Regions from separate parts of the Mus musculus genome. Here regions 2, 3, 4, 5 and 6 are each linked to region 1. A link is a contact called in public HiChIP or PLAC-seq data. All regions are on one chromosome and are shown on one strand. Each heading gives the region's core, a stretch centred on a gene start, on an enhancer-like site or on the middle of the called end of the contact. The rest is flanking DNA. Distances are from core to core; before and after follow the strand shown. Region 1 holds the start of Cep152 (centrosomal protein 152). Region 2 holds the start of Hdc (histidine decarboxylase). Region 3 overlaps Gm26697 (a long non-coding RNA gene). Region 4 overlaps Atp8b4 (ATPase, class I, type 8B, member 4). Region 5 overlaps Atp8b4 (ATPase, class I, type 8B, member 4). Region 6 overlaps Atp8b4 (ATPase, class I, type 8B, member 4).

Region 1 (4,011 bases), core at 547-3,046:
GTCCTGGGCAACGCCAGCTAGCATGGCCTAAACACTGAACAGCCACAGATACCAGTCTCTAACAGGGTGGAGCCATACAAATATCCACTCGCGCGCGCGCGCGCGCGCACACACACACACACACAGAGGTTAAGTCCATGAAGAATTCAGGAAGTGTACTCTAAGTAGCACCGTGCTACCTTCAACTACTACATTGAAAATGGCCACAACTCTATGTTTTTTTGTGGCTTTAATAAATAAATTGCTGGTGAGATGTGTGCTGACAGATCATCATGAAAACAATCGATAGCAATGTGCATTTGCCATAGTAAAACTGTATCTTGGTGAATATGGCAAAATTATGCCATTAGTAGGAACAGTGGCCTACTCCTATGCTTGACCAGAGAGCTGACCACTTAAAACATAAACCAAGGGATCAACGTGGGCAGTGTGCTCCCTAAAATACAGCTCCCTGGTTAATAGTCTCACTCTAGCCGGGAAACTTTTCCTAACCCCACTACAAGAATACAAGAAGCACAGCTGTCTTCTCTTACACCTCTGACCCAGCTTGTCAATACTTGTCTGACAATACTTGTCAGCACTGTCCCTGGTAGTTTTTGGTCACCCCCTTCCACCCCCTCACATAGAGGGAAAAATATTTACTTGTTTTGTGAGCAAACTTTAGTGTATATTTTCCTTTCCAAAAATATTTATCATCATCATCATCATTATGAGTGAATATATCCATTGGGTCACAGGCCTTAGGATTCCCCTGGAGCCGGAGTCACACGTAGTTGTGACCTATACAATTTGGGTGCAAGAAATGAACTCACAGCCTCTTGCAAGAGCATTGACAATCTCTTAACTGCTGAAACTATTATCTACTCCCACCGGAGTAGATAGGGTCTTTAGGCAGATCTCTTTTTATTTGTTTACATTCCAAATTGTTTGTTTGTTTGTTTGTTTGCATCCCAAAGGATGTAATATGGCTGTAAGCAATTAAGAACTGAAGATCCTCAGCTCTGGCAGCTGTGCAATCGTAACTGCTTCCGTTTCTTTAGTAATGAAACGGTGAAAACATCATAGGTGTGGGAAACCTTACAACTCCCGGATAAGGACTCCGCCCTCCTCTAGATGCCTGCTCCATCCAAAGTGCATTCTGGCCACTTCCAGAGCGCATGGCTTATATCCTTTGCTTGTGGCTTCAAACTTCAGCCTTTATTTACATGCAAACAATCAAGAATTGTGAAGCTACGAAGTGAAATTCAGCTTAAATCACACTGAAAAATGCATGACTACAAGATGGACTAAATGTAATTGCCCTGGGAGTTAGAAAACTGCACGCACTAGCTTACACACTAACTTCTCTTACAGGGTGGAAACAGCCAGAACGCAACAGTCTATTTTAGACACTTTCCAAATCCTGTTCCTACTACAAAGAGTACGGAGGGAGGGGGCAATGACAATCTCTTGAGCTCGGTAGTACCGATAGCAGCATGGAAAACCAAGGTGAGCAGAAGACAGTAACCCCAAAATACAGGAAGCCCCCTCGACTGGGTGTACTCACGCAGCGCCCTTACCAAAGAACTGGGCCCGGGGTCCAAGAACCACGGGCGCGCACAGGTCTGCCGATGGGACGCCCAGGCTGAAGATCGAGAAGGGAGCCAGCAAGCACAGCCCCGGTGTAGGAGACTCGAACGCGGGTCCCGATCCCGCAGCCGCCAGCCTGGCCGGGAGACCGCAGTCACCTCCCGCAACCCGCAACCCGCTGCCCTGACTTCCAGCCGCGAGCACCTTCCCGGTTACACCCTAGCCCGCGAACCCCGCCACTCGACGAGCAGCCGCCTCCTCCAATCGCCGCCGCTGCTCGATGGGCCTGACGGCTGGGCGGAGCTATGGGGCGGAAAACCCGCCTCCCACAAGGTCGGTTGAGAAGTCGCCCGCAGTTGCAAGAGCGCGGCTGTTCGAAGAGGGCGCCAGTGGCGGCGGGAAGCTTCCCGGAGCCTCCATTGGGGAAATAGTGAGCCAATCACAAAAGCCTCCTAGAGGACTACGGTTGCTTAGATACGGCGGACTGTTTGCCCTCCCAGAGGTTAGCTAGGACATTCCTTTTTTTCCCCTTACACGTCTAAGTTTCATCCAATGGCCCTTTTTGCTCTCTGAAGTGCCACTGCCAGCCCTGGTCGTTGTTAAATTTGGCATCATCTTCAGACTTGGCTGGTTAAGATTTGTGTTTCTTTACTGATAAAACTGGAGGAGCTCCCAGGTGCCTCCTCCCTAAAACTCGAATTTCCGCGAATGTTCTTAGATGTTAGCCTGTCGTTAAATCCCATTATATCATCGAACTTGGAGATCGCAAACACAATGGATAAATATCACTTTGGCTGTTCAATTTTAATGTGTGTCTCTTGATTGGCTTGTTGAGGGTGGCTGGACCTGGCATGTTCGAGACCTGAGTTCTGGAACAGTTGCTGTCTCTGGCTTCTTTGGTAAGAAGGGCTCTAGTGCATGCCAAGAACTTGGTGACTTGGATGCCCACATCTTTTTAAATCTTTCCCCTGTGTACCGTGTGGAGTAAGATACTTGTCCAAGGCTCTTCCAAATCTGGCTGTTTGCTAAGTCTGCCACCTGCATCCTATCCTTGTACGGCTGACATTGACCCTCAGCTAGGGGTCTGATACAGAATAAGAGCTTGAGTGAGAGAAACAGAACCAAGTCACAAGGCTGCACTACCAATAGTTCTGGGATGGCTCCTGTTTCCCCTCCTCCCACCCCATCTCCTGGGCTGCTTTTCGAGTCAATTGCCCCACCTCTCACCCACTCAGCCCTCGAAACACATGACGTCACTCAGTGGAACTGGATCTCCCTACCACTGTACACAGGGTGCATACCGACCCCAAGAGAAGATGGATTTCTCTTCTACTACGATCTGTTACCGTGTGTCTGCTTCACTGGTAGAACAATATGAACGTCTTGGGGGTATTCACTTGAGCATTTGTCTTCATGTTTCATGGCCCATGCTAGGCACTCAAAACAACTGTGTTAACTCATTAGTGAATAAATGAAGGAATGGGCAAATGAAGATGTTGGTCAAGAAAAGACTAATGAAAGGCCTTCGGGGAAATGGCACTTGTCGAAGGTGATCCAAGTATCGGCTAATGAGAAAGATATGTCCAGTGCCCCATGCTGAGGTCTACGATGCAATAGTGCATGAGAATGGCAGGGGACATAGGGGGATAACTTGCTCTGTGTTGAGATAGTGTACTTTTCCTTCCAGGATGTCTGTCCCTAGTGTACTTAGTCTGGATCCGCCACGAAGTTCCGCAGGGCCCACCTGCCTTTGTGAGTCCTGAGCCCAGCAGGTGTTAACTTTTCCTCTTGCTTCCCAGCTGTTGCTTTTGGATGCTGGCCCAAGTCAGTTTTCTCTGGGACTTTGAGCTTTTTCACTCTTTCTCTAAAGCTCCCCCTCCCCCATCCTGCTGCTGGTCCACCGTGTGGTTGACCTGTGAACCAGCCAAACTCAAAGAGCATGGCTCTTTCTCCTCTTCTGGGCAGCCCCATGATTTACAGCTTGCCTACCCTGAACCTTTGCTTTGAACTCTAAGTCTCATTGTCCTCAAGCTTGGTTTGAGTCCATTCTTAGATTGTTTTACTAAGAACACCAAGAACCCCAGCAGGAGACCCTGCTTTCTCTGGTCTCACTCCACTGTGCCCTAGGAAGCTGACCTTCAAGACAAGCTCCCCTCCACCACCACCCCCCAACTCTGCCTTTATGTTATCTCAATCAGTGAAGAATCCCAGTAGATCAGAGATGGGAATAGAAAAAAATTAGGTTATTAATGACTTAGCTAATCTCTTTTGCATCACCGAGATCAGCCGTTACCTCTGTATTGTCCACAGCTCCTCCATGTAGTCAGACAGTCCTTCTCCATGATCAGTAACTGTTCCCACCCTCTCCCTTGTCCTGGGCCCTAGACCACTGCACTCTGCCTGTGGTTTCTCTATACGTTGCCTGTACCTTAAATCTCCTTT
Region 2 (4,011 bases), core at 664-3,163, 990 kb after region 1:
ACACACACACACACACACACACACACACACACTGTTCTTTGTCAGCAGAGATGAAAGCTGCCACATCCAGTTCTCCTAAAAGGAGAAAACATCTTATGAGACCCATTAAATCAGCACTCGCTTGCCTTTATGGTACTTGGCAACATCTTCTTCTTCTTCTTCTTCTTCTTTTTTTTTTTTTTTTTTTTTTTTTTTTTTTTTTTTTTGGTTTTTTGAGACAGGGCTTCTCTGTATAGCCCTGGCTGTCCTGGCACTCACTTTGTAGACCAGGCTGGCCTCGAACTCAGAAATCCACCTGCTGGGATTAAAGGCGTCACCGTGCCCGGCTATTGGCAACATCTTCTGAGTGTGATGAAAAGTATAAGTTTACACACACACACACACACACACAAATTTCTGAGGTACGTGGGACATACTTAAAGTACAACTAAGAGCCCAACCAAGAGCTTGTGACCAACCTGGACCCCAAGAGACCTGAGCCCCACCGCTCCCTGCTGCTGGCACTCAGGGCTTGTCACACGGCTTCCACACTCAAATAGATGCACCAAAAGAATGAAGACTAGTCAGAAAGGGAAGCAGTCATGTGAAGCCACTGCAGGCCAGTTGTTCTTTGACCCTTCAGAGGGGCTCTCTCTCATGGCCTCCCACCCTCTAGATGTGCACCTACTATGAGCAACCAGAAACCCTTCCCATTCCCCTTCTCCCTGCAAAGGAGCAAAGGAGCAGAGAAGAAAAGGAGCCTGATTTATTCCCTCTACCTCAGCTTCTGCAAAGTCCCTACACACAGAACTGGGCCTAGACAAACTGAGGCACCAGAGAGCTTGACTCCTTCAGCCCACCACAGCCTTGGGCACCCAGCACTGAGTGGTGCCCAGTAGACATGAGAGAGCTGGCACTCATCCCCAGACAGTCTCATAGGAAAATGTGTCCCACTGCAGGATAGGAACCCACACTCTCAGCTAAGTGCACTGTTGAAAAGCCACATGATACGCTAATACGCGTCTGCCTACAAAGGTTGATAGGGGAGAAGAGAGAAAAGAGATTTAAAGCAGGATAGATATTAACTTACAGCCAAGAAGTTTCATACACTGTGGCCCCTCTAGTGGAGATGAGACTATTACAAAATTACAAAGACATTCAAAGTTCTCTGTTGTCACATAGGCTTCTAAAAGAACCTTTATTTTAAGTTGATGTGTATTTCAGTTAATGCGTACTAAACAGAAGAAGCAGAACCAAACTCATCATGTCACAAGTCACTTTGTTGGATGCATCCTCATCTTCCTACAAATCCCCTTTAAGCACTTCCCTACCTGTGGACAGCCAGGCCTGAAAACAGGGTACCTGGCTTTGCTTTCCCTGCAAGCTGGTATACAAGTGGGCACTTGGCGAACGTTTAAACATGAACACTAAAAGAATAAACTACTTTACACAGAGAAATGAATATTAAGAGAGTTTGGGCTATCAAATGCTTAAGTCTTTTTTTTTTTTTTCCTATTTCATAAGGCAATTGAGTGGATCACAAATACAGATAGTTTATTTTGTGGGCAGGTAGAAGGAAACAAAATGCAAGACACAGGCAGCAATCACAGAAGTAGGCACATGAGAGGCAGGGAATGAGGGACCTGTTAAAACTCTGATCTACATCCTGTTCAAGAATTCAGGAGAAACACCACTGAAGCCAAACCGGCTCTCCCAAGGCAACTCAAACACTCACCTGCCTCCAACAGCAGGGAAGACCCACCCTGTCACTCACCTCTAGCTCGGTAGTATTCACGGTATTCACGGTATTCACAGGGCTCCATCATCTCCCTTGGATTGCTCCTCCTGGCAGACAGACAGAGGAGGCTGGAAGGCAGCTGTCAACAGGGCTTCTTGGTCGCCTTTGTCTGTGCTGTGCACTCCCTGGCAGCCAGTGCATCTCTTATTTAAGGAGTTCCCTATTCCCCTCCTTTAGCCCCGCCCCCATAAAGTCCCTTCCTTCAGGCTTAATTTCAGCCTCTCTTGTCCCCGTCCTTTCTGATTTGAACTTTGATCAACAGAATCAGAGAACATGGTGTTTTTAGACCAGTTGGGGCACCTAGCCTCCCAAGCCTACAAGCAGCTCTGGATAGACAAGGTAAAAGAGCCCTCTATCATCCCTGCCCCTGCATTCAGACCATAGAGCCCCAGCCTTGAATAAAGCTCCTAGCTCAGAGGCCAGAAATAGGCCAAGGGCATTCACAATAAGTAGCACAGAGGGTGGAGTTGCTCCTGCCCTGGCTTCTCTATGAGGTGAGGGCAGAGCCGGCTCAGAGAAGCCCATAGCTAGCCAGGCTGAGCTCAGGACAGATCAACAACAGGATATGAAGGATTCTTTTTATCCATTACTACATAGCACTTGTTCTGGGTTCTTTGCCTCGACTACTGTTTAAGCTAACGGAGGAAAAACCTGTTCAGTGCCAATAAATCTGGAAGTCCCTTTAGTGGATGGACGCTTCTACAGCAAGCAGAGCTGGAGAACAGAGCGGAGCCTGGGTGCAGCAGAGTGCGGGACACACATTCGTAAGGGGGAAGAATTGCCACTTTGTCAGATGGAAATCTTTCTGGTGACAGCAGTTATCTGTACCCCTCCTCTTCCTGAGTCGAGTACTTTTCCTAATCAACGTTTCTTCCTGACCATCTCTTACGAAAGAACAGCTTTTGAGAACTCCTCCTACGTCCAGGGCTTCTCGAGATAACACAAAGGAAGCGTACTAGTGGGGGCGGGGATGGCAGTTTCTCCTGAAATCATATTCTGGGGTGGTGTGTTTGTCCTGAACCCCAACACTGCCACAAAACAACAAAAATCCTTCGGAGTTTTCCCGAATACCAAGAGCTTTTTGTTCTTTATATCGAGGTCCCTTTGTTCCTCAGAGGCTCTGGACTGCGGATGCCTGCACCCAAGAGCTTGAACACAATCTGAGAAAAACAGTGTCTAAAGCATTACCTGTACTTACACAACAGACTTCATGGGGGGTGGTCAGGGGGAAGAATGGGAGAAAGAGCTAAAGGTTAAACAAGGGTGGGGCTCAGTGGCAAACCGCTCACCTAGCACGCCCGCCCGAGGCCTTGCCTTTGGTCCCCAGTTCCCATCTCCCTTTTTTAAAAGTACCTCTGGAGCAGATTTGAAATGTTTGCAGGGCTACCTGAAGGATAAGCACCCAAAGAAGGCAGCTCCACACCCCAAGTGTCACCCTTCACCCAACTGTCATCACATCTGTCTCGATCAAAAGTAATCATGTTTGCTATAATTCTGTGAGCCACGCCAGCAAATTAATCAAACCCAAGAAAGATGTGGGAATCCACAAAGACATAGTAGCAAGCACAGGTAGCAAACTCCTTACTGGGAACCTGTGGCTGAAGTTGGAGCCGACTAAAGAGGCTGAACTCACAGTCTGGACTCTAACTCCACTCAGTGTCATAATTGGATTGATTGAATCAGAGGTCAGGTGGTATATGCCAGGGCTTGAATGGTATATAGGAGAAACTTCACACGTAAGAAAGGGAAGAGGAGCCAGGTGGCGGCGGCACTTGACTTAATTCCCAGGACTTGGGAGGCTGAGGCAGGCAGATCTCTGAGTTCGGGGCCAACCTGGTCTACAGTGTAAGTGAATCCCAGGACAGCCCGGCTACACCGAGAAACCCTGCCTCAAAACAAAATCAAAAAACAGAAAGGTGGGAGGTAGGGAAGGAGGGAGGGGGGGAAGGGAAGGAAGAGAAAGGAAGGGGAGGGAGGGGAGAGAAAGGGAGGGAGGGGAAGGAAGAGGAGAGGGGAGGGGAGCAGAAGGGAAAGAAAAGTTGCTTTGCCAATAAGAAGTTGAGAAACTAAGCTGGAGAAACAGCTCAGTGGTAAAGAGCACTGGCTGCTCTTCCACGGGATCTGGATTTGACTTCCAGCATCCATGTGGCAGCTCACAACCATGAGTAATTTCATTTCCAGGGGATCTTACACCCTCTTCTGGCCTTGGCAGAGTTGAGGCATTCTTGGCTGGC
Region 3 (4,011 bases), core at 1,001-3,500, 900 kb after region 1:
CGGAGTGTTACTGCCATCTAGTGGACTATAGGAATAAATGCAGCTTAAGGCTAACGTGCTTCAGACTTTTTCCTTCTTTTTCTTTCTTATATATTTTCCCTCCTTTTTGATGTAGTATATGCAAAACAAAAAAAATGGAAAAAAATTTTATCAGTCATTGGAGGCTACTTTGAAATTTTTAACTTTATTCTCTCATCAAAAAACCAACAAACATTCCTATCCAGCCAAAACTGGTTGTTAGAAACACAAATAAAAGGAATTCAGAATGAAAATATTTTTTTGCACAACAAAATAAAAATGAGAAAAAAATAATAAAATGTGCTTAAGTGATTGTTCTTGCAAAGAGGAAATATAAGACGTTTATGCAGAAACGAATGGGTTTGGTGAGTTTCAGGAAAAGGTACACAGTGTGCCCTGACAGGCAGAGGGTAGAATTACTTTACTATATTAAGTTTAATCCATTTTAATCAAAGGGTAATTGCATCACTCCCTGCTTTTCCTAACCTCTCTCCAACCCCTCCCGCGTCCCCTGCCTCCAACCCTTTCACTGTCCCCTCCCTTGCTCTCAAATGGACAGCCTCTTTTTCTTTGATGACTATTGAGACATGCAGATATGTAAGTACAGTCTGCTGCGGCTGTGTGTGTTGATTGTGAGGGTGTGACTTCGGGGTGGCTATCTCCGGGGGATCGTCTCAGGGAGAAGCTAATTTTCACTCTCTTAGCAATTATTGTCTGTGGGTCTTTGCCTAGGAAATGAACGGCATGAGATTACCGGCTTCCACGTTACCATTTCACCTGATACTGCCCGTTGTTCTGGTCCTGTTTGTGCAGCCATTTCTATGAGAGACAGTCTCATGGCAGACTTCCTGGTAGTCTTCCCACCACCTCTTCCTCTGTGTTTCCTGGGCCAGAGATGCAGGAGCTGTGATGATGCTCTGCCCACGGGCACTCGGGTTCCCGGGAACCATTGTCTCCCTCTTATGTCCAGCTGTGGTGCTCTGTAACGGTCCGCATTGGTGTAAAGAGAAGCTTCTTTGAATAGGATTGGAAGGCGCTTATCTGTGGGCACAAAGATAACATTTAAAACATAGTTAGGAATTATGCTGGTCTAGTAAACTGGTGGTACTAGATTCTCTTCTAAAGTCCGTGACCTCACTAGCCCCAGGAACCTGGCCTAGTTCCAGTACCAGACATGATTTCCTTCCTGTCAAGTCGGCATAAAGTCCTATTAGGCAGCTGTTGGTTGCCACCAACGTGTGAGTGCCCTTATTGCTCCCTTATACCTAGCTTGTCATGCTGGCTATTTTCCAGGCTCCTTCCGCATCATCACGGCGGGGTGGTAGGACTAATTGTTTCCTTCCCTTGGCCGCTCACAAAAGAACTTCTGGTGCTATGCAAGCCAGGTTACAGGAAGGAGGCTTTCAGTTAGATCCAGCTCAAAGCATGCTTGTCCTATGTCCTACGGATGTAACTAACGTCTTCAGCAGTAAAGGCCTACCCTCAGGCCCTGGAGGCATCACTGATAATCTGTATTGTTTTGGGAGTCCTGTGCATATCTTAAAAGAGGGTACGGGGGAGGGGGTTGTTATTCTATGGTTCTTGTGATGAACACTGTCAACCCAAGTAGCATAACTTCATTTAAATATCTATGATTTAGGTGCACATAAAAAAATATGAGTCCTTGGGGCGTTATCAAACAACTACAGCGTAAAGCATGCCGCCTTTTCCTCCTCCTTCTTCTGTAGTGGCCCCCATTGGCACCCCTGTCCCGATTTTCCATATCCCCTTCATATCCCCTATAGTCTGTTGTCCCTCATACTCCCACGCGCTCCCTTTATACTTCCCCAGTCTCTGTGATTATTCTGTGTTGCATTCATGTCTGAGGACTGGGAGCACGGGAGAGTGGGAACATGTGACTTTCTGGGTCAATATAGTCTTTTCTGGGTCTGTCCATTTACCTGAAAGTTTCTGCCACACACACACTCCAGTGAAGTCCGCTTGACAGGCTGAGAAGCCTAAAAGCCACTCAAGAGGCAAAGAGTTTCACAGAAACTCACCTCCTGGAGTTTTGGCATTATCATTTACCCACATACTCATACCCTATTCCCACGTTGTCTGGTGTATGGATCTATGAGCTCTCTTTTAATATTTTATTATAAATGCCTTTTAAGATTAAATTCTGTTATAGTTACGTCTCCCCATTGTTCCAAGGTCCAGAAAGGAAGTTACCTATTCAGTTACTAATTAAGCATTACAAAAGACAGAGCCAGTAGCTCAGAACTGGTCTGCAAAATATTTACCAAGGACAGTAGCAATTGTCACCCAAACAAGGGAATAATAGAGCTAGGGAATCCCACTGAGACAGAGATCTTCTCTACAGCTAGGTATAGTGAGTTTCACATTAAAAGCAAGTTGGCATATTCTTCTGTAGACCCAGGAAATAGGGTGTTGGGGTATTGCAATATTCATGATAAGGTCTGTTAGTGCAGAACCCCTGGTGGTGGGATTAACAATAGACTAGTTTACACCTGGCTTCCTTCTTTTGCGACAGCAGCCTGGTCCCCACCTTCTTTTGATGTATACATTCCTTTAGTATTGCGTCACTGTAAGTTGGTGGATTGTATTTTGCCTGGTTTCTTGTTATTTCTTTGGTATAAAAAGTTTAATGCTCGACCTGACACAATACATTCAGATTCTACACAATCTCAAGTGTTGGTCTGTCTGTCACTCTCTGATGCTTTGCCCACCTGCCCCAGAGGATCCACGCAGGCAAAGAGACCCAGAGGGTCTGCGGCAAGTTTCAAGATTTCCTTTTTCTGTAGAAGGAATAGTATACCATTGTGTATGTTACCACATTTTCACTCCCATCCATGACGACAGGCATGCAGATTGTTCCCATCCTCCAGCTAGTGTGCACAGAGCAGCAGTGAACATGGCTAAGCAAGTGTCTGTGGACTAGCATGCTGAATCCTTTGGGCATATACTGGTCATACAGTAGATTTGCATAGCAGAATTTTCCCCCAATTAATTTAAATATACAACAAGAAGCCTGTGATTGGGCAGTGGAAAAAGAAGGCAGGTAAGGATTTTTAGCAACAGAAAGGGGACAGGTATGAAAAGGAAGGAAGATGGAGGGAGAGGAAGACAATCCAGATTCCGCGTAGCTTTAAACAGCCACAGGTAGCTATGAGTATCATAAAAGGGTAGAATAATTGGGATAACTTGTCTAATCTAGGGGGGCAGCTTGTATCATTATCAATTGTCTCTGAAATTATTGTGTGGGCATCTTGTGGATTGAGAATTTATTGATATATATAAAGCTGACTGATTAATTATGAGGACATAGAGTTTTGATTTACTGGGTTAAGGGGACTTGTGACAACTAGCTGCAGGGGGTGGATGGCTGAGAAGGTACAAGCAGTTCTGAGGTAAGTGAACTGAACCAGAACTGGAGCTGGGAAGACCAGACTGCCCCATGGGGCTAGCCTAGAGGCAGAGAGACCGCAGGCAGAGAGTAGCTGGGTATAGCTCAAGATGGGCCGTTTGGTTGTTTGGTTGTTTTTTTTTTTAAGTATTTCCCACAACAGATTTGTTTTTCATTTTTTTTAGGATTCTCCATACTGACTTTCAGAGTGTTTGTGTTTGTGTTTGTGTTTGCACAACAGTGAATGCCAGGTCCTCTTCCCCTCACCTGGGCAGCATTTCCTGTCAGTTGTGCTATCTGGGGTGAGATAAAATCTCAAAGTTGTTTGAGTTTGAAATTCCCTAATTGCTAAAGGTGTTCAACATTTTTTGAGGTCCTTCTTAGTGATCTTTATATTTTCTTTGGAAAAACTCTGTTTAGATCCCTAGCCTATTTTTCCCTATAGCAACTTATAATTTTAATTGTTTCCCTTTTTAGAGATTATAGTATAACTACATTACTTCCCCCTTTCCCTTCCCGCCTCTAGCTCCGCCCCCATACATCCCTCTTGCTCTCATTCAAATCCATGGCCTCTTTTATCATTCATT
Region 4 (4,011 bases), core at 705-3,204, 850 kb after region 1:
GAAACATAGTCACATGAACAATACAACAAAATCTAAGCATTGGTTTCCTAATTAGTTACTGATTAGATACTGAATTAGATACCAGATTTTTGCATGAATATTTTGATTGATCTTCAACCTACAAAATATAAGATATGACAGTTACTGTGATTTTAGCAATCTGATCATAGAACCATATTGTTTGAGCTGATAAAACTGCAAAACATGATGAAAAACCACTTGGTGACGGTTGGAGAGAGTGGTTTTCCCGTTAGCTTCAAAATTGTTGCTAAGTTGCCCCACTTTTTTCACATGATGGTTTTGCCCTGTTTCATAAGGGCAGTGACTACAAAGAAAACTGAATTTGTGGTTCTCTTCACTGGGGCGGTTACCTTTCTTCCTCTTGCGTCTTTTCAGTTGTTAAGTCTTAACTGAAATCCATCCGGAAGCAGCCAACCTCTAACAGGACTCTGAAATCCTACCATCGGGGATCACCTATCCTAATTCTTCTAATTCCAACTGTATATTATCTCACAGAAAATATTTTAAGATTTCTAAAACTATGGCCCAAAAGAAAGCTTTCTTTTCTTAGGTTGTTTCTTTCGGGTATTTATTTATCCAGTCACAACAATGACAGGAACCCTTCTACATTGACACTTGGACGTATAAAGTGAAGTAACTTAAAGTCAAAAACATTACTTTACAAAAGGGGTGATTCATGGCTAACACAGCAGGATGTCTCCCAACCCACACAATATCATCCTGCTGCATTATCACAATTCAATACAGTCCCTGGGTACAACTTCCCAATGACTATCCGTGGGAGGAACCAGATATCTTCTTTATACGGGACACATTGCAGTGGCTGCTGAGGCAGTCTTGAGCAAGTAGAACCCAAATGTAGTTGCTAATCATAAGAGTAGCATTCCCTACAGGTGTGACTTAACTGCACTGGTCAAGTTCTGTCAGAGTCTTGGACCAGGTCACAAAGTTCAATTAGACTATGAACCTCTACATCAGTAGTTCTTGACCTGTAGGTAGAGACCCCTTTGGGAGGTCAAACAACCCTTTCACAGTGGTCACCTAAGACCATCTGAAAACACAGATATTTGCATTATGATTCGTAACAGTAGCAAAACTACAGTTATGAAGAGGCAACAAAAATAATTTTGCAGTTGGAGGTCACCATAATATGAGGAGTTGTATTAAAGGGTCACAGCATTAGGAGGGTTGAAGAATGATTTTTCTGTGTTATTATGTGTTCTTTGAGAGATGTGCTAGATAGTTGGAAGAATGTGACCGTTGCATGTTTGCCTTCAAGATCTTTACCAATGCAACCAAGTTTGTGTTTAGTACAGCAACTACACGCTAGGTGCATGATGTTGACCATCAGAACCTCTCCAATCTTATCATGCAGTGAATCGAGCCTGTGATACTTCCTGTGTATATAAGGTTTGTATGATTTTATATTCATTGCAATGTTGTTAACATTTGTTGGCATTTAACATGCCAAGTTTATAGTAATCTGTGCATCTAATCCTGTAAAGTTGCACCTCCATGTTTAAAGTCTGACCTCATACAAAGTTTCCTACATTCCTAAGATGTAGAGGACACTGCTAGACAATGACAGTCTATGGCTGGGTAATATAGAATATATCCTAAGGTCAGTGATGAGTTTGAAAGTAAGGCACCATAATTTGGAAATAATATTTTGCATGCCATGTATAGCCTGATGGATTGTCAAAGAGGAGGAAGATTAAAATCACTTTCTTAAGGTCTTCCAGCTGGTCGTGATCAACAGGGTTTCCCCGTAGCTCTCAGTCCCCTTGGAGCCCACCTTTAGAACCAATTAGCCACCCATTTCCTGAGCTGCTCCCTTCCCTAAACTTCCACCTTACTCTTCCCTGTTCTCCTCAGTCATTGCTCCCCTCCCCTCCGCAGGCTCCCTCCTTCCTTCTGTCTCATCAGCCCCAAGTGTCTGCCCCTCGCTGCACAGCCAGCCATCACCACAACTTCCCCTTTTCTTTCAATATCGCACATCTCCTCCTAAGTACAACAAAGTTCTAAATCTACAACTCTTGCCACACCAGGGTTCTGCTCAGCACTAAGCTGCAGTTTATTTAATCTGTAGGCCACGAATAACTCTATTTTATTTGGTGGCTCCCCAGCTACTAGGAGTCTGTCACCCATATACAAACTACAGGGCCTGCCTTGCCTTTGCAGAAATTCTGCCTCAGCCCTAGAGGTCTGGAACAATGGGCGTGCATCACATGCCCAGCGTGACACTCTTCTTCACGCAGCTTCATCTCGCCTGCCTGGACTGCAGTGACTTCACATGGCACACTTGACCCTTGCTCAGTGTTGTCCTTCCCAACACTGAGAGTCCAAATAAGCACATGAGACTGAGATCATTTCCCATTTACTCTATCAAAACTTCCTCCAAAATGTTCGCTAACATTGCGTTCTCCTCTCCCTGATGTAATAGACCCCATAACACAATTAGAATTTAGCCTCTCCTCTCCATTCTCACTATTGGCTTATTCTGGTGTGCTGGTCTTCTCTTTCTGTGTAGATGTATGCGCTCCTTGAAGTTGGGAAGCAGACTCTGTACTCCCTTGCTGGATAATCCCACTGGCCTAGAACACACCGCTATCATAAGCCAACAGCTCCCTTGCACATGTGTTTTGCAGTCATTTAAGAAGCCAGCACCCATATCCTCACATATTCCTAATCCCTTTGAGCTTTGTGTTCAGTTTGGACACTGTCTCAGATCTTCTTTGTAAAGTAAAGCAGCAAATGTCCATGTTGCTAGGTGGAGAGCAGGCACTCTAGGAATACTGAACTTAGAATTTATTTTTATCTCTATTTTAAAAGTACAATAAATCATCTATATATCCACAAGACATTTTATTCCTGAGCTAATTGGTCTCAGAGAAACACAGGCACATTGTATGGACTTGTTTTGAAAAATCTATAGTTCTCTACCTTTCTTCATCTTTAGAGTACAAAAATAAGGTCACTTGTGGCCATAGCTCAGTAGTAGAGTACTGCCTAGCATAAGCCCAGTCCCAACTTCAATTCCCAGCACCTTCCAAAAACAAGTTTTTAACTTGCCAACATTAACATTATCAGAGCCTGAATTGAAATAAAAATGAAATAGTTAGCCTTACTTTTTAATAAAATAAAATAAAAACAAATCACCAGTTTCCACGGGGTCCATGACAGGAAGGGAGGAGGTGGAGAATGGGCAAGTTTGGTTGGGGAGAGAGGTTGATTTTTGTTTTGTTTTATTACACTTGTTTTTCTGTTTGTTTGTTTGTTTTCTAGGACTTTTCAAAAGAAAGACATATTAATCATACACAAAATCATAGACTGTGGAAACCAGCCTTATGCAGTCTCAGCCTTCCCACCATCAAATTTCTTGGTTGCGATGGGTTAGTAGACACTGCTCCATTTCCTTCATCTGAGTGGATGCTCTGGAAGACTGAAATATATGCTAATCACCTCACAGCAGTACCAACAGATTTGTTCTATGTACGTTTGAGAAGGTCACTGACATGGACTATTCCGTACCTCGATGTCTTCTCACATAAAACAAGACGACGAAAGTACTTGCTGTCAGGAGATCACATGTGTGAGTATGGTAGTTTAGTAATATGTGCAGGTCCACAGCCTTTAGTTGGGAAGCACCGTGAGTGTTAAGCAGTCATGGCTACCATCCTTGCCTTCACTATCCACTGAGTGTCTATCACGATCCACAGGGAGGCTGATGGAAAATGTCCTGCCTTTGCTGATGCCTTGCACAGAACAGGAAGCTGGCAAGTACCTCACTGGGTTGGCATTCTTTCAAATTGGCTCATCCAAGGAGGAAACTCCACTACCACAGCCACTGAGCTCTTGTCGTGTGACACCCTCCCTTCTCCACAACTGCATCGTGTTCACGGTTTGTCATGAGACTTAAGGCATCTCACGGTCTTACATCAGGGAACATGATATCTACTGTGAGTGCTTCACAGGCCTAATGAGTTTCTC
Region 5 (4,011 bases), core at 718-3,217, 800 kb after region 1:
CCTCCTTCATAGCCCTGGCAACACTGAGGAGGGAGGCACCACCTCCCACTCTGTGTGCCCATGCTTTGGGACCATCAGGGTATGAGCAGGTCTCCTGGCAACGTGCAAACTACTAGTGATCTGGGTTGCCAGTTTCGAAAGTCATATATGAATTCTATTTTTCTGGATTTAATAATTTCTTATGAAAAACAGAGATCATTTTCCAATAAATGAGCGAATTAACCCTCCTTGTGTGCTGGTGTCTGAGCCGCTTAAAGCAGGAAAGGAGTCAAGAGGGTGAGAACGCGCGGATAAAACAGAAGGAAAACCAAAGAAAAGAAGAAATGAAAGTAAACAAGAGCAACATGGACGCAAGGCGAAGAGATGAGGAAGCGATGGAAGAGTAAAACACGAGAGAAAGCGGGGCCCACACAGCAATGGGAAAGAGTAAAACACGAGAGAGACAAGAGAAAGTGGGGCCCACTCAAAGAGCGCAGAGGGTGCTCTGGAAAATGACGCTTTAGAAAAGACTTCAACCCAGTTTTGGTTGTGAGCCTAGGCTTTAATGACTGAGCCATCTCCTAGACAGGAAGCCACCAAAATGAACTCTTGCAAGTGGATGGTGACATTGAAGCATAACTCTCCACAGCTGACGGCTGGCGTGAGTGCGGCCGGGAAGGGCTCAGTCCTATTTGAGAGGCAGGTGTCACAGTTTGACCATGCTCCAGTGAGTTCACAGATAACGCAAATTGGGCTTAAGGGGGTTCTATTCATTTTTATTTTTACTTTTTTTATTTTACCTCCCTGAAGGGAGATCATAAGGGTGGAAGGACTGAGAAATGAGTTTGATCAGTGTGCGTGATGTGAAATTTCCAGGGAATCAATAGAAATGTTATATTGGGAAAACAAAACAAAACAAAAAAAGAGCAGTGGTGACCAGTGCTATAAAACCAAGTTTTGAAGGTAATATGTCCCAGTTAGACTCCAAAAAATACTAAAATAAGATCCAAAATTCTGCTACATTTTACTGAATAAAACATCTAAAGATGTCAAAAGGGGGAGGAAGAAAATACATCACAGTTCACTTTTAGAATTCTGGCTGGTTTTGTTTTTTTCTCAAATTAAAATTCTTATTTAAAAATAAATGTAATTCTGGAGGATTCATCTAAAAAGAACTGACCTAAGTTTCAGCAACTTATGAAACTTTAGCCTAACAAACCTCTACGTGTATCTGAAAGGTTGACAGTCCAAGTCTCTAAAATCTTTTATTTAGAAAGACATTATAATGGCTTTATCTTCAAGTCTTAGATTTTAAGTTCAAAATCAACCCACTCAGTTAATTGTCTGGGTTGTTTAAATTATCAAAAACGGGGGGCGGGGGGGACAATGAGAGTTGTTTAAATGAAGGCTCCATGATAGCTCCCAGAGGAACAAACGCCCCTGCATCCTGGTGACTCTCTCAGCTCTGAAGGAATCACCACAGAAGCCAGTCAAGGCAGAAACTGCTTTGTGAGCCCCTCGGTGTGTTCCATGCAAACCCCCTCAGAGAATATGTCCATCTGGGGCCCACTCTTACACTAACGCTCACCTAATCCTGACCCAAAAAAAAAAAAAGAATCTGTGCTGGGGGGTAGATTCGCCTTGATCTCCGGTCATATGTTCCAGTTTCACCATGTCCTGGCAGACGGCATGCTAGCGGTAAAGGTGAATGCCCTTTGGAGCTACGGCTATCATCTTAAGGATAGAAAGATAACTTTAAACACAAGCTAAAATTCCTTATTGTAATAATGCATAATTAGAACTCTTTATGGTGCATGGATAAAGATGCCTGTTGGTATCTGGTGTAGCTTTTCCTCAGAGCTCTGTGTAGATGGTAATGCAATGTCACTGTTCAATATTGAATCTGGCTGTGTTTAATGCTTCCTCTGCAGTAAACCAGGGGCAGAGCCACCTCAACCTCAGACAAGCGACTAAGGTTCCACTGCCACCTAGTGGCTAAGGTCTCTTAACCAGCACTCACCCAACTTAGACTGGAACACGGGAGTACCTTAACCCTCCTGTCTAACTTTCCCTACTCTGTCTCCCTGGAAACCTACCCTCCTACCTCTTCCTAAACCCTCTCATGTCACCTTTGATATCGCTGACCATTCCTCTCCTCACTCACACCCTCTTCTCTTCCCTACTGCTAACATCTTCCTTGGAGGCTTTTTTTAGTTATCATTAAAGAGTGTGTGTGGGAGAACAAGATTGATGGTGTCCATCCAGCAGAGTAAGTTGTGAAAGGCATCTAGCACACAGTTAGAGTTAGACTTTCTAAGGCACTCTGCAATAATCCTGAAAGGGAACGGGCAAAGAATTATAGCAATAGCCTTGCTAGTCCTTGGTCAAGCTTTTGTCAGAGGTGGTGGGCTAGTAGTGTGAGCAAACTACCGAGAGGCCATAGCAGAGACATACAACAGGGAGAGAAAGTGTGATTGTCCAGATGCCTAGCTGGACCAGGCCAACGCCACCTTCCATTATCCCCTAGTCTTTTCTTTTATCAGTTATTGGTGGAAGGATTCAGCTATGACTCCACATAGGAAGCAGCATGCAGCATGCTCCAACACAAACACCTTTCCCCCAGCCTTCCTGGGCAAGAGAAAAACCCGAGCAGATACCCAGTGGAAGCTTAAAGGCAGTATTCCCATCCGAAGAAACTTGAGAATAATCTACTGGATATCTTTGAGGCCTCAGAGCCAAATACATTGTCTCCAGGGTTCATTGGGTGTAAATGTTCGTTAAGTTAAAGAAGAAAAGAAAACACTGAGGAATAGTATCAATCCACAGCCATGAAATTTCTTAAGAACTTATAAAAAACACTCTCATAACTTAATCAATTCATTGCCTATGCAAATCTGTGAGGGAAAAGGGAAAGGGACTCCCCTATATCCAGCAGAGGCCATCAGAGGTCATGGTGAGTGTCAACAACCCACTTGAAGAGCCTGAGACTAGAGTGTTGGCATCATCCTTGAAAATGCTCCAGGATTAAGTTGTGGGACTAGAAAAATGCCACCGCCCTGATCAAGACTAGTACTCTGCTGTGGTGGCCCCTGGGTTCTAGGATGACATCTGTGAGAAACAGAAATGTTTCTCAGACATGCTTTGCTCGGTATGTCTGTTTTGTCTGCTGCTGTTCAGAACATCCAGGTGTGTGAGTGCTGGGATACCAGAGCCATAACAGAGGGAAAGATGCATTTGTGGGGCGATTGTGAGCATCGCTTTGGGAGCTCCCAGGACTTTCTAGACTGCAGAGCTCTTCGTCTTGGCTGTCATGCACATTATCCTTACTCTCAGAACAACATACCAATTCTAAAAACTAGTGTATCATGGGTCAAAGCTCACAATGAAGTCATAAGTGAAAGGGGGTGTGATTACAGATAACATACTAACTCAAACTTTAAAATTTCAGACCAAGCAAGGGTATGTTGAAAAATCATTCACTAAGCACTGGTTATATCATTTTGTTTTGCTTGGCTTTTGTGATCAAATTTTTCAATTAAAAAAATGATTGAAAATAAAACAAGAGTCTAAGAACAGTGCCTAGGAATTCTGGCATTGCAACCATGAGGACCTGAGTTCAGATCTCTAGCAGCCATGAATCCAGGTCGGACCAAGTACCCTGTAGTCCCAATGCTGCAGACCACTGAGACGTGCACACCAGCAGCCTCGCTGAACGACGGCAGGCTCGGGTCCAGTGAAAGACCGTGTCTCAAGGGAAGAAAGAGAAGAATAGAAGAGGACACTTGGTGTCTCCTCCGTGTCTCCAGCGCATCCACCAGCATAGCCAAGCACACCTGCATTCATATGTGTGCACACACACATGCATACACACACACACACACAGGAAAAAAAAACTTGTTTATAAAAGAATGAGAAAAGGGTGGTTGGTAACAGAGAACTCTAATGTGTTTCCAGCAAGCTTGTGAGGTTCTCCTAATGCATGCTGACCTCATTGTGACATGAATTACAACATTTGGAGGTCTAGAATTCAGC
Region 6 (4,011 bases), core at 994-3,493, 740 kb after region 1:
AAAAAAAGGCATAACAAAGCACACAGAGCTTGTCTATAACTGAACCAAGAGGCCGGCCTGGAAATGAACTCATGCTACCACTCTTCAGCGTAAGGCCCAGGTATTAGGCCACCAAGCAGAGGGAAGGCCAGACAGCAGTGCATGTCAATCCTGCAGGGGCTGGGGGAGCACAAGGAACTAGGCAGCTAAACACAGAGAAAACAGAACTACCTCAAACATTTTACACTACCTAAAAACTGGCTTTAACCAAGGAATCTTGATAGCTTTGGTGTATAAAGAACCACTCTCTGGAAAAACGGTGTTTTTCAATATGCTAAACAAAAACTAAAGGCGATGAATGAAACCTTCTCATTACAGAGCACTCCCCTCCTTCCCTCTCTCTTTCCTTTTCTCCATTTTTCCCTCTCCCTTTCTTCCTGACGTACGTACATACGTGTGTGTGTGTGTGTGTGTGTGTGTGTGTGTGTGTGTGTGTGTGCGCGCGCGCGCGCGCGCGCATGCGCTCATCATTATATAACCTGGCTGAAAACAATAGTCCACTTATAAACACATTTTGTTTAACTTTGAAAGAGATTCATGATGCCATTTATTATTATAAAATAAAAGAAAAATATTTTAAGTAAAAATAAAATCCTCATAAGTTTAAATGATAACAATGACCTTGTGAGAAACTCCAAACTCCAAACATGGGGTTTTTACAAATAGAAATTCCTCGCAATGCTAAAGACCTAATCAGTAGCTTATATGATGACATAAGCCCATTAGAACTGGCATTCTACTGTTCTCCTAAAAAATGTGATAATGTCTTTAATAGGAAGGTAAATTCCCACCCAGAAGACCTGTGGGTGACCAGGTTATAAATAACAGGTCTGTTGGCATGACCACAGTAGCTTCCATCATAGGAATACCGGCAGATGTCCCCTGCAGAAGGATGCCCAAGCCAGCCCCTGCATGTGAATATACCACTACATGTATAGATGAATTCCAGAAGAAAACAGAAAGTGAAGAATAGGTTAGCAGATGTTTCGACTTATGGCAAAATGAACTGTCTTCTTGATGTCCTGCCCAGTGTGGAAAGCATTTATTACAATGAGTTTATGCTGAAGATCCTCTGATGGGAGAGAATGGTCATATTAAAACAAGCATTATGCCTTCAGCTTTTGAGTTATTTAACATACAGTGATGCATATAAAAATGCATCACCAAGAGTTTATGTATGAACTACAAAAGCAGACCCAGAAGCAAAGGCAGGTCACCTTGTTTCCTGGCTCAACACTGCCCTCTGCTGTCCGGGACCAAAATCGTGCCTGCACTTAGACTTGTCACTCAGCCTTGGTTCCAAGGATGATATCAGACAGTTAGCAGGCAGTTTGCAGAAACAAACAAAAGGATGTGTAAGGTTAGAAGGCTGTTTGAAATGCACTGTGGGGAAGGAGACAGAGCAGGCACAGAGGATTACTGTTGCAAGCAGAAGGCTCCAATGTCCTCGGTAGATAAGCAACCCAATGAACGCTCATCATGGTCATGAAAACTGGCAGCGCCATCTGATGAATGGGAGAAATGATACCAGACATGAATGTGTGTCTCTGACGGCACTGCAGATCTCATAAACTGGGCTTTGAGAAGGCACTGAAGCAAAAAAAAAACATCTCCCAGGGTTTCCTGTTTGGTGAGGCTCCCATTTGCTGTGTAAATGACTCAACCTCTATTTCCCCCTTGCAAAACGAAAACATTCCAAGGGAGGGTGAAGTTCATGAACACACTGGCTGAAATTCTACTTATTTAGGAGCTTTCCCCAACAATGTCTCCCTAACATGTGACACAAGTCCCTTTCCAGGCAGAAAAAGAACAATTTTTATGCTCTGCTAAAATTGCTAATGCTCCCCCCACCCTCCAAGGCCTTCACTCCCTGCCAGACTGGAATGAGTGCACTGTAAGACCTGGGTGGGTGTTCATAGCTGTCCTTTCTCTTACTTCCTGGAACTCAGCTCTCCAAACACAAGCTGGTTCTTGCAAATGCAATTCATCAGGAAGGAAGAAAGCTACACATAGTACCTTTCGGTGAAGATGGACAGTGTGTGGGCATCCGACATTCTACTGGACCTCAGAATACAAACAGATGTGAAAAGAAGGGCTCTGCCTTCTAGGCTTTGTAATGAGGGCAGTTTAGTACAATGCTGTAATGCAGAACCATAGGCAGGGTTGAGTTGACTAGAGCACTCACAGCCCATACCATCTGAACACACTACAGCGGAGGGAGGGAGCGCTGTGCTCAGCCATGCATTCAGCCTGCAAAGGAGAGAGGGGGTGCGAGGGATGAGCCATTTTCCTCAGTCCTTTCCTGGCACTCTAGATGCAGGAAGTAAAAGAGATCTGTTAGGAAATAGATTTAAATTATGACATTATGTTTAAAGGAAAATAATTTGGACTTTGGTAAAAGGCCAGAGCTTTGAGCTTGCTTGTTCCTTGGAAACTTGGGTCTGCCTCTGACAGATTAGCTATCTGACTTTAGGCCACTTGATTAGTCCGGGGCAGATCCAGGACTCCAAATTCCTAGTTCTTGGTTATCAAAACAAATGGCTTTACATATACAGCCAGCCACAGGCTATCTCTAGGTTGGAGTAAGATATGCCACCAGAGAGTAATGAAGGAGACAGCACCGCCCTTCAGAGAGTGAGGAAGAAAGGAAGTGAGTGAACTTTTTAGTTCAAGCTTCCAGTTCATTGCCCCACAGACTGTTAAAGACGTCGATCCTTTATCGTCGATCAGAAATCGGGGACCGGCTCAGAGAGCGATCAACCCCCTGAAAACAGGGAACTGTGTGCACCAAAATGCACATCAGAAGTCAAAATGTAATGCTTTAGAGTGTTACAATTTATGAGAAGAAACCTGACCTACTAAAACAGTTTACTCGGGATAACAGAACTTGAGCATTCAAACCTATTTGGTCGCTACTGTCATTAATGACTCTATGATATCACAGTCAGTGTTATGTTCTGCTCCACGAAAGGACTCCTAACTGGCCAATATCTTATAAACAGCCTACATCACACAGCTAATTTTCAGTACCTGCCCCAAGAGCCATTTACAAGAGGTACCAGTGATTAAAGATTTTACTGCTTAGAGAGGGGCTATAGAGTCCTAGTGTCTCTGCGTGGGTACTTGGAGGCAGCTGGGTCATTTAATGAATTTTTCTGAGAACAAAACATGGTGGCTCAGAAATGAAACACTGGATGCGTTATCTTGTCTGACTGATCAAAACCTCATTGTCTATTTTCCTTGCAGCAGAAGATACATGCTCTGTTAAAATGACAGAATCCATGAAATAACCTCAGAAACTGGCAGGACTTAATTGTAGACCTGTGGGCATGAGACTAACACAGGGATGACTGTAGACCTGTGGGCCTGTGGCCAACATAGGGCTTAACTTAAACCTGTGGGCATGCTGCCAACACTAAAGCATCAATGGGAACCAACTCAATCAGGGTTCCACATGTCCAAAAATGGCTAACAACTATGTTATGTGCGTGCTGCGTGGCATGAACATTACTCATCGATGTTGACGACATCTAAACACATTGGACAGGATTAACTACAAGCATGTACATATTGTCCATCCAATGGCTCCTCCCTCAGATCCTTCTCTTTCAACACATTTTTTTTGCATGAACTCAAAAACATAGCACAAGAACATGAAAGGGCACACATTTATGATTTTAATCCCCAAGGCTGTGGGCTTAGATATAAATCGCCAAGACTGGGAATGTAGCGGGGACCTCCAAACAATGGTTCCCCTTAGGAGCTCTTTCCCCTCGAGTTTCATAGGAAGCATATTCATTCTGGAAAGGTATTCACTCTGCCTGCAGAATTTTCTATCATACATTGTTTCCATGGTACATGCAAAACATGATGGAACCTCCAAGTCTGAGTTAGAATAAGCATGGCCAGCCAGTCAGCTAAGCAAGGTAACCCCGGGGCGTGTGAGATGCTACACCTAGATGTAATTATTTT

The links. HiChIP or PLAC-seq counts read pairs in DNA pulled down with a chosen protein or histone mark.
Region 2: a contact with region 1 is called in an H3K27ac HiChIP or PLAC-seq map of embryonic stem cells, with 4 times the contacts expected there. The contact joins the promoter of Hdc here to the promoter of Cep152 in region 1. A contact is called at or near these places in 8 of 39 promoter capture datasets (the 3T3-L1 cell line, 3T3-L1-derived adipocytes, HPC-7-derived erythroid cells and 5 more) and 1 of 115 datasets of contacts at active chromatin or transcription factors (embryonic stem cells).
Region 3: a contact with region 1 is called in an H3K27ac HiChIP or PLAC-seq map of embryonic stem cells, with 5 times the contacts expected there. The contact joins the enhancer-like site here to the promoter of Cep152 in region 1. A contact is called at or near these places in 6 of 39 promoter capture datasets (the 3T3-L1 cell line, the C10 cell line, cranial neural crest and 3 more), 2 of 484 Hi-C or Micro-C datasets (B cells and Th1 cells), 6 of 115 datasets of contacts at active chromatin or transcription factors (embryonic midbrain, embryonic stem cells, neural tube and 2 more) and 1 of 9 other capture datasets (embryonic stem cells).
Region 4: a contact with region 1 is called in an H3K27ac HiChIP or PLAC-seq map of large pre-B cells, with 8 times the contacts expected there. The contact joins the enhancer-like site here to the promoter of Cep152 in region 1. A contact is called at or near these places in 6 of 39 promoter capture datasets (the 3T3-L1 cell line, cranial neural crest, frontonasal cranial neural crest and 3 more) and 5 of 115 datasets of contacts at active chromatin or transcription factors (embryonic forebrain, embryonic limb bud, embryonic stem cells and 2 more).
Region 5: a contact with region 1 is called in an H3K27ac HiChIP or PLAC-seq map of embryonic stem cells, with 5 times the contacts expected there. The contact joins the enhancer-like site here to the promoter of Cep152 in region 1. A contact is called at or near these places in 2 of 39 promoter capture datasets (the 3T3-L1 cell line and cranial neural crest), 2 of 484 Hi-C or Micro-C datasets (embryonic fibroblasts and liver), 6 of 115 datasets of contacts at active chromatin or transcription factors (bone marrow-derived macrophages, embryonic forebrain, embryonic stem cells and 3 more) and 1 of 9 other capture datasets (embryonic stem cells).
Region 6: a contact with region 1 is called in an H3K4me3 HiChIP or PLAC-seq map of pro-B cells, with 7 times the contacts expected there. The contact joins the enhancer-like site here to the promoter of Cep152 in region 1. A contact is called at or near these places in 4 of 39 promoter capture datasets (cranial neural crest, embryonic stem cells, hippocampal neurons and 1 more) and 5 of 115 datasets of contacts at active chromatin or transcription factors (bone marrow-derived macrophages, embryonic forebrain, large pre-B cells and 2 more).

Annotation. Positions count from the first base shown.
Region 1 is chr2:125,623,317-125,627,327 of GRCm38.p6, forward strand. Cep152 (centrosomal protein 152) reads right to left here and starts at 1,797. Exons shown (of 28, transcript NM_001081091.1): 1 at 1,560-1,797.
Region 2 is chr2:126,616,765-126,620,775 of GRCm38.p6, forward strand. It overlaps Hdc (histidine decarboxylase), which reads right to left and starts at 1,914. Exons shown (of 12, transcript NM_008230.6): 1 at 1,754-1,914. The coding sequence starts at 1,805.
Region 3 is chr2:126,521,036-126,525,046 of GRCm38.p6, forward strand. Gm26697 (a long non-coding RNA gene) reads right to left here. Exons shown (of 4, transcript XR_866700.3): 4 at 166-1,059. Among named protein-coding and RNA genes, the nearest start is that of Gm26697, 23 kb to the right of the region's middle. Within about 2 kb of position 2,251, at least 13 of the 459 cell types and tissues checked have an H3K27ac peak or open chromatin away from gene starts, as enhancers often do. A contact at or near this core is called in embryonic stem cells and liver, where this site is marked.
Region 4 is chr2:126,473,912-126,477,922 of GRCm38.p6, forward strand. All of the region lies in intron 3 of Atp8b4 (ATPase, class I, type 8B, member 4), which reads right to left. Among named protein-coding and RNA genes, the nearest start is that of Atp8b4, 16 kb to the right of the region's middle. Within about 2 kb of position 1,955, at least 99 of the 459 cell types and tissues checked have an H3K27ac peak or open chromatin away from gene starts, as enhancers often do. A contact at or near this core is called in pre-B cells, where this site is marked.
Region 5 is chr2:126,427,499-126,431,509 of GRCm38.p6, forward strand. All of the region lies in intron 7 of Atp8b4 (ATPase, class I, type 8B, member 4), which reads right to left. Among named protein-coding and RNA genes, the nearest start is that of Atp8b4, 62 kb to the right of the region's middle. Within about 2 kb of position 1,968, at least 18 of the 459 cell types and tissues checked have an H3K27ac peak or open chromatin away from gene starts, as enhancers often do.
Region 6 is chr2:126,361,923-126,365,933 of GRCm38.p6, forward strand. All of the region lies in intron 20 of Atp8b4 (ATPase, class I, type 8B, member 4), which reads right to left. Among named protein-coding and RNA genes, the nearest start is that of Atp8b4, 130 kb to the right of the region's middle. Within about 2 kb of position 2,244, at least 63 of the 459 cell types and tissues checked have an H3K27ac peak or open chromatin away from gene starts, as enhancers often do. A contact at or near this core is called in bone marrow-derived macrophages, where this site is marked.